Linked DNA regions of Muntiacus reevesi: region 2 is linked to region 1. A link is a contact called in public Hi-C data. All regions are on one chromosome and are shown on one strand. The core of a region is the stretch at or near the end of the contact, and the rest is flanking DNA. Distances in the headings are between cores, read along the strand shown.

The links. Hi-C and Micro-C count contacts between places; a contact is called where the count stands out from the background.
Region 2: a Hi-C map of muscle shows a contact between it and region 1, with 7 times the contacts expected there. The contact joins the promoter of FOSL2 here to the promoter of RBKS in region 1. A contact is called at or near these places in 2 of 3 Hi-C or Micro-C datasets (blood and muscle).

Annotation. Positions count from the first base shown.
Region 1 is chr3:33,419,233-33,422,839 of mMunRee1.1, reverse strand. It overlaps RBKS (ribokinase), which reads left to right and starts at 1,969. Exons shown (of 8, transcript XM_065927228.1): 1 at 1,969-2,100. The coding sequence starts at 2,006. It overlaps BABAM2 (BRISC and BRCA1 A complex member 2), which reads right to left and starts at 1,629. Exons shown (of 12, transcript XM_065927231.1): 1 at 1,504-1,629.
Region 2 is chr3:33,861,252-33,864,812 of mMunRee1.1, reverse strand. It overlaps FOSL2 (FOS like 2, AP-1 transcription factor subunit), which reads right to left and starts at 1,255. Exons shown (of 4, transcript XM_065928910.1): 1 at 358-1,255. The coding sequence starts at 459.

The sequences.
Region 1 (3,607 bases), core at 720-3,219:
TTCTCGAAATCTACTGAATATCAGGCACTATATTACCCATCTCTAGCTTCAATTTCATTTACTTCTCAACAACTACCTCGTCCTCTGTTTAATTGTCCTCTGTTTAATTGTCCTCTGTTTAATTGTTCCTATTTCAAAGATAAGAAAACTAATGTTGAGCAAGACTAAGTAACTTACTCAAAGTCACAAGCCGAGCAAGCAGAAGCATTGGAATTCAAATCCAGATCTCCCTCAAAGTCCACTATACCTATCTTCTCAAATAAACACCAAAGAGAAAAGCATCAAAGTGAGTTTGTTTTTTTTAAAGCATACATCTAGTAAAATGAACAAAAAAGTCATGAATTTAGACTAACCGTTGCTTGACAGCTAGAAACAAATTAGACTAATGTTGGCCTGCTGCTGAAGCTGGCCTAAGTGATTCACTAGGTAAAATGCTAGGGGGAACAAACCTGCTCCAGAAACCAAACTATACTTAAGGTGACAACACCCCATCCAATTCAGCAACTGTCATGACCTTAGAATGACACCTGAAGGAATGAATTTGTCTTTGTTTCCTGAACAGCCATAATACTATCTTTTGACAGTGCAAGATTTTATGCAGCATTAAAATGTTACAAGCACAGCTGCTGTGACTTCTCTAGACAAGGCGGGGGGGGGGGGACCTGACTCCAAATTCGGAGGTCACAGAATAGCTAAAAATGACAGTTCTTTGGCTTCTGAGAGGGGTACACAGATGGGGGATTATCTTCCAGTAGTATTTTTTACACCAAAAAAAGCACAATAATCAATCCCAGATAGGCAAAATTTTACTGTGGCCCGTTTCCCTTGAAAGCTAGTTGCGAAATTTCTATTTCCTGATTTTGACGTGTAATATACAGAAGGAAATGCAGAAATACAATTTACAGAGCTTTACAATTTACAGAGCTTTACTGCCTCAAGATAGGGTCACATGAGGTATTTTGATGGGCAGTCTGGGGAATACAAACACGTCTAAAGCACCATCTACCTTCTCGCAATTAAGATGGGATGACAAACACGGAAACACGTGCCCAGCTTACGTCATGGAACGGAAAGGGGTGGCGTCCTGCTGCGTCACGTCGACGTCATACGGCGCACGAGGGAAGTACACAAGGGAAGTAATTTCTCCAAGGGGCAGCATTCAAGAAAAACAATCAGCTCGAACCCAAAGAATGACCACCCCGCTCTAAAAGGGGACACCTTCTCCCAAACTGTATGATCCCCTAATCAGCAAGGAAAAAGCAAAGAGTCTTAAGCTTAATCAGGGACCGGGGGCGGGCTAGGTGTGGAGAGACAGCAGCCTCTGGCCTTGGGGGCTCGTTCTTGAGGGGACCAGCGTGACGGGAATGAGTAGGGCATCTTTGGGACAGGGGCCTTCTCTATAGGAAGAGAAGGCGAGCCCTGGGCATATGTAAAACCACGGTCCTCAGCGCCACCTGTGCAACTCGGGATCCAACCTCCCCGCACCAGCCCCAGTCCAGGTACCTGGAACTTAAGTCGGATCGGTAACCGGCGACTACGTGGGGTACAGGTTACCCGAGCGCGCCCCCGACCGACGCACCAACCTGCGCGCGCACCGCGGGCCGGATGCGTGCGCGTCCCCGGACGTCCCGCCCCGCCCCGCCCCCTCGGCGGCCCTGGAGCCGGGCGGCGTGCGCGTCCCCGGCCGCACCAGGCCGGGCGCTCGGAAGGGCGTCCCCCGAGTGCCTGAAAGTTCCTGCCTCCGCGCCTACCTCGTGCGCGGCGAGCTGCGCGGAGTCTGGAACTCGTAGGATGCCTCTGCTACGAGAGGCTGTGCAGGAAGACAATTCCTGGAGGAACTAGGGACAGTTGGCGAATGGGGTTGTTTCGGGCATCCAGGTGGGCGACCTACCCGGGCGTCCGGAAGGCCCGCGTCGTTAGGGAACGTGGGAGCAGCGTCTCTGGTTACGGGGTGGGGCAAAGGTTAAAGGGCAGCCTCCAGGTTGGACACTGCGGACTCTGAGCAATGGCCGCGTCTGGGGACCCTGGGAGGCAGTGGCAGGAGGAGGTGGCGGAGGCAGCGGTGGTGGTGGTGGGCTCCTGCATGACCGACCTGGTCAGGTTAGTTCGGGGCCAGCGTGCAGAGGCTGCGCCTCCAGCGAGGGCGGACTGTGCTCTCTTCTCTCTGCCTTGGCCCTAGGGCTTTGGGGATGGAGTGTTGAGTCTGGATGTGAGCTACTCAGTCTGTAAAGAATCTGCCCGCAGTGCGGGAGACCCGGATTCGATCCCTGGATCGGGAAGATCCCCAGGAGAAGGGAATGGTTACCCCCTCCAGTATTCTTGCCTGGAGAATTGCATAGACAGAGGAGCCTGGCGAGCTACGGACTATGGGGTCACAAAGACTCGGACACAACTGGGCGACTAACCCACAGATTTCCCCAGCCCGCTGCGCGTGCCTCGATAGGGTAGAAGAGGCAGGTTTGAGTTTGTAAAGGTCATTGTCAGATGAGTGAACATAAAAGCCAGCGTGTAGTGAAAGCTCTCCTTTAACTAGCAGCGCCTCCAAATACCTGCTCCTGTTTTCTTGACTAGGATGCTAAACCTGTTCCCTGGCTAGCCGAGTGACTTTAGCCGAGTCATTTTACCTCTGAGAATGTGCCCACTTAACAGGGTTGTTTTCAACACTAAATGGAGGAAAGTGTTTTGAGCTGTAACACTATCCAGGTTGGGTATTATACGTGTGAATGTGTAGAAAATGGGTGGAGCCGAAGCCAAAATTTTAGGCGGTCATCTTTGACCATACTGATTGTCAGCTTTCTTGCATTTCATATTTACAGCTTATTTTTCAGTATTAGAGTAACCATAGGTTACCTACGGCAAACCAAATGTGAATCAAGTTAAAAACCCAGTATATACAACCATTTTAAAAAGTGATTGAATAAACAAAATATGCTAGATGAAAATAGTTGAGTTAGGGCAGTGAGATTGGATGGAGAGATCTTTCCAAGGTATCTTTTTTTTAAGTGAAATCGCCTTTTTGATTGTAAAAGTAATGTTTATTTATTTTAAAGGGAAAAAAAAAAAAAACATGTTCCAAGAAAGGTGTAGATTTAGATTGCTTGAGTTTAATTTTTTGGTGAGTGGCTTTTCAGATATACTGCTATTTTTATATTATAAAAATAAAAGATGATCACACTACAGTAAGACCTTATCTGTCCTGCCACCTTGCCTTTTCAAAGGACAGCTGAGAACCTGGAAATAAATAAAAAGACCTTGGGACCAGCAAAATTAGTCACCAAATCCCTGCACTAAACCACCTGTGATCTACTTAAAAACTAGTTTTAGGGTCTTCACATAACTGACTAAATCTTCCATTGTTTATAATGTTTATAAACTAGGTTATCAAATTTCCAGACTGAGATTAGAAAGGGGAAGAGACTGCAAGGGGCAGGTAGAAATTACAAAAAAACCCTGAAAGTGAGGAGCGTGTAACAAGCAACAGAAGAATTTTAAATGCCGACATCCTGGAGAATTCCCTGGCATTCCAGTGGACAGAACTCTTGCACTTTCACTGATGTGGGCCTGGGGTTGGAGTCCTTGTTCAAGGACTAAACATCCCACAAGTTGT
Region 2 (3,561 bases), core at 6-2,505, 440 kb before region 1:
CCACGGAGATAGAGGGGAATGGAGATGAATTTCTGGGAGAGGAGGGAGGTACAGGCTTCTAGGAACGGGACCTGCAATTCCAGGAGCTTGTCTGGATACGATGTAGTGTGAAGGACAGGGTTTGTAGGCTCTTTCAGCCCACTCGCCGCTCCAGTTAAAAAAAAAAAAGTGTTGGCGAGGATAGAGGGGGTGAAAGGAGGTGTGGGCAGGAGATGAGAATTCAGAACTTATAATGGTGGCCCGTAGGAATTTTCTCGCCAAACCGAGAAAGGTCAAAGAAAGCAAAAGAGGCAGTGGCGGCGAGAGGAAGGCGGGGGTCCACCCGCGCCGCCAGGTGCACCCGGGGCCCGCACCTACCTGCTGGCCGCCGCCGCCGCTGGAGTAGGACTCGGCGTGCGCAGGAGAGCCGCTGCTGCCCCGGGACGAGGTGTCAAAGTTCCCGGGATAATCCTGGTACATGATCCGCGGTGGGGGCCCGAGAGGAAACAGGGTGTTTTTCTTCCCCCGCCCTCGCCGCGGCCGCGCACCGGCTGCTGTGCGCTGGCTCTCTGCTGGCCGCGCCTCGGGCTTGTCCCCCTCGGCGGAGACACCCCGGGAACAGGGCCCCCTGAGCGCCGAGCGCTACACCACTTCTTTCCTGCTCTGCGAGCGCCGCGGGACCAGTTGTCCACCCAGTCCCTCCCTCTAAAAAGTCCGCGCGTCCTTCGGTCCCTCCCCTGCGCGCGCCCTCCCGCCCCCGCGCGCAATCGGAGCCCAGCCTGGACCGCCGGCTCAATCAAAAATCGGTAATTAAAAAAGAATGGGAGTCAACCCGGCGGGTCAAGCCTGCCAGGTCTGGGGACCCCCGATGTCAGGGCAGAAAAGAAAGGAAAAAAAAAAAAAAAAAAGGCAGAAAGAAAGGCAGCCCGCTTGGAGAAACTTCTATTTCCTCCTTTTAGAAAAGGAGCTGAGAATAAACTTCCTGTGGCCGACTCGCCGCCGGAGTTTGGAGCGGCTCGGACACTTGACTAGGAGAAGGCAGCCTGCGCCCGGCCCGCGAGGATCCAGCTGAGCCGGCGTGGAGAGGGACGCGGTGCCGCGGCTCTGGCGCCCGGACCTACACCCCTTCCCCGGCGCCCGCTCCCGGACGGGCCCGCCTCGCCCGTCCGCGCCTCTCTCTCTCCCTCTCTCGGTCCCCGCCGAGCACCGCTCGCTTGCTCGCTGGTTTGCTCGGAGCCCCAGCGCTCTGCCCGAGATGAGTCACTACAATGGCACGATTTCAACTCCACACTCTTTATTCTCCAGCCCCTGTACCTCACGTCAACCCGACTCCACCTTGCAGGGAGGAGCGCGCGGGGAGGCGGGGGGAGAAGGCCGAGGAGGAGGGGGAGGAGGAGGAAGACGCGCGGGAGGAGGCGGGCGCAGCGCTCCCCTATCTGCCCCGGCTCCTGGCCGCGCTGACGCCAGCCGCACACCCCGTGCGAGGAAGGAAGGCGGTGGCGGGGGTGGGAGCGGACCGCTGGCGCGGTTTGGGGGAGCCGAGGCAGCCTGGCCCATCCCCACCCCCCGGGCCACGCGCCCTTGGTCTATTCCACTGGCGCACGTTGCCAAAGATGGTCATTTGCGTTAGAGGACGCGAGTGCGGGTTTCCTCGCTTTCGGGTGACGTGGAGGGAGAGGGATTCCCTCGCCGGCTCCCGAGAACGCCACGGTCTCCCCACCTTCTCCACCGCCCGGGGAAGGGGCGCGGGGCGGGGCCCCTGAGAGCCGCCGCGCGGGCCTCGGCGCCGGGTTTCAGAAAATAATCACAGTCCTGAAGAGCTAGACGGACGGTTCAGTGCGGCGCCACCGCGAGGCCGGGAGCCGGGCGCGCAGAGCCGCTCGCAGGGAGGGCGCGGCCGTGCACGGTCGTCGGCGCCCTTCGCGGCGCCACCCGGAGCAGCGGGCGCCCTGGGCGCCCTGGGTATCCGCGCCTCCCTGCGGCCGGGCCTTGGCGGGGCGCAACGCCGCCGGGCGGGGCCGGCCTGCCTATTTTCCCTCCCGCGGCTGGCTGCCCACTGCTTCCCTCCCCCCTCCCCTTTTCGGCCCTGCAATTAATTTGTTAGGAGTAGCCTTGAAGACGAAATTAACCAGTCAAGACATTCCGGCCGCTCTCTATGCTGGGCAATTAGGACGCATCTAATAGGAGTAATCGGGCATTATAAGCAACCTCGACTGTTATGAATTTGAAAGGAAAAAAAACAAAACAAAACAGGGAAGAGGGAGGCCCGAGAGAGGGCGTGCCCCAACGTCGTCTTCAGCTGTTTTGGAGCGAAGTTCAGGCAGTAGGTAGTCCGGATTCCTAGCTTCTCCCGCCTCGGTGGGCGGGGCGGGGCGAGGTGCGGGGTAAAGAGCACAGGCCCTGGAGTGTGAACGCCAGGCTGTGCTGCTTATGAACTGTGAGACTTTGGGCGAGTCCCTTAACCTCTCTGTGCTTCAGTTTCTTTCTGTAAAACGAAGCGATGGAGACATGACCTTCTAAGGCCCTTGTCAGTTCTGGAACTTCAGTCCTTCTGCAGAGATGATGATCCGGAGGAGCACTGTACTAGGAGTCAAGGAAATCGAATTCTGCTCCACGCTTTCCCTTAATCTCGTACCCAGCTCTTAATGTACCAGCAGGAAGATGCGTGAAGGCTGTGAAGCGTTGTGCACTGTAACACATCACAATTTCGGCCCTCAGTCTCCGTATCTGTAAAGTGGGGGTGTTGCTAGGAAAGAAAAATAGAACCCAGCCGGGAACTCAAAGCTTTCCCGTGGCTCTATATAAAGCGCTGGCGTTTCCGGGACGGCTGGCGGCATCTGGCCGCCCCAATGGCCCCAAGATACGGTAATCCTAAACAATACTCGGGGTCATTGTTTACAACTATAAAACACATTCTGTCCTCGGCTCTATCCCCAAGGACGCGCGTGGAGAGGCGAGGCTGGCTGAGCTCCTCGCACCTCCCTCGCTGCCTGCAGCGCAGCGTCCGCAACTCCGCGGGTCGGGGCGAGAAGTGCGAGGCAGATGGATGCGCGCACCCAGCGCGGGGCTTGGCGTTTTTGCCATCTCTCCTCTCTTTTTTTAATCCTGCGTCCTGCCTGCCTGGGGTGTGTTTACGCTCCTCTCCCAGCAGGACTGAGTAAATGCAGTCCTTTGACGCAAAACCGTTCAGCCCTTTCCCCAGCGGCAGCGGCAAAACCCAGAAAACTGGGGGTGGGGACGGTGTGGGGGGAGCGCAGGAGAAGAAATCGTGACACTTTCTGACTCGCCCCTTCGTCGCCTCCCGCACCGCACGGTCCTCGGCCGCCCTGGCGAGCTGCTAGGTGGGGCTACAAAGTCAGGCGGGGTCCGGGCGTCCAGCGCCCTCCTGGGAGCAGCCGCGTGTCCAAGCGGCGCTCACAGACGCACTTTTAGTTTTTCTTTGAGCGGCAGCGGCTACCCGGCCCTCCCCCACCCTGCGCTTGAAAATCCGAGTGCTTCTGGGTCTCTCCCACACAGCCCTTCCAGTAATTCGGGGGGAAAGAAGGAGGGGGAAAGGGAGCCTATGCTTCCTCCGTGGCCTCC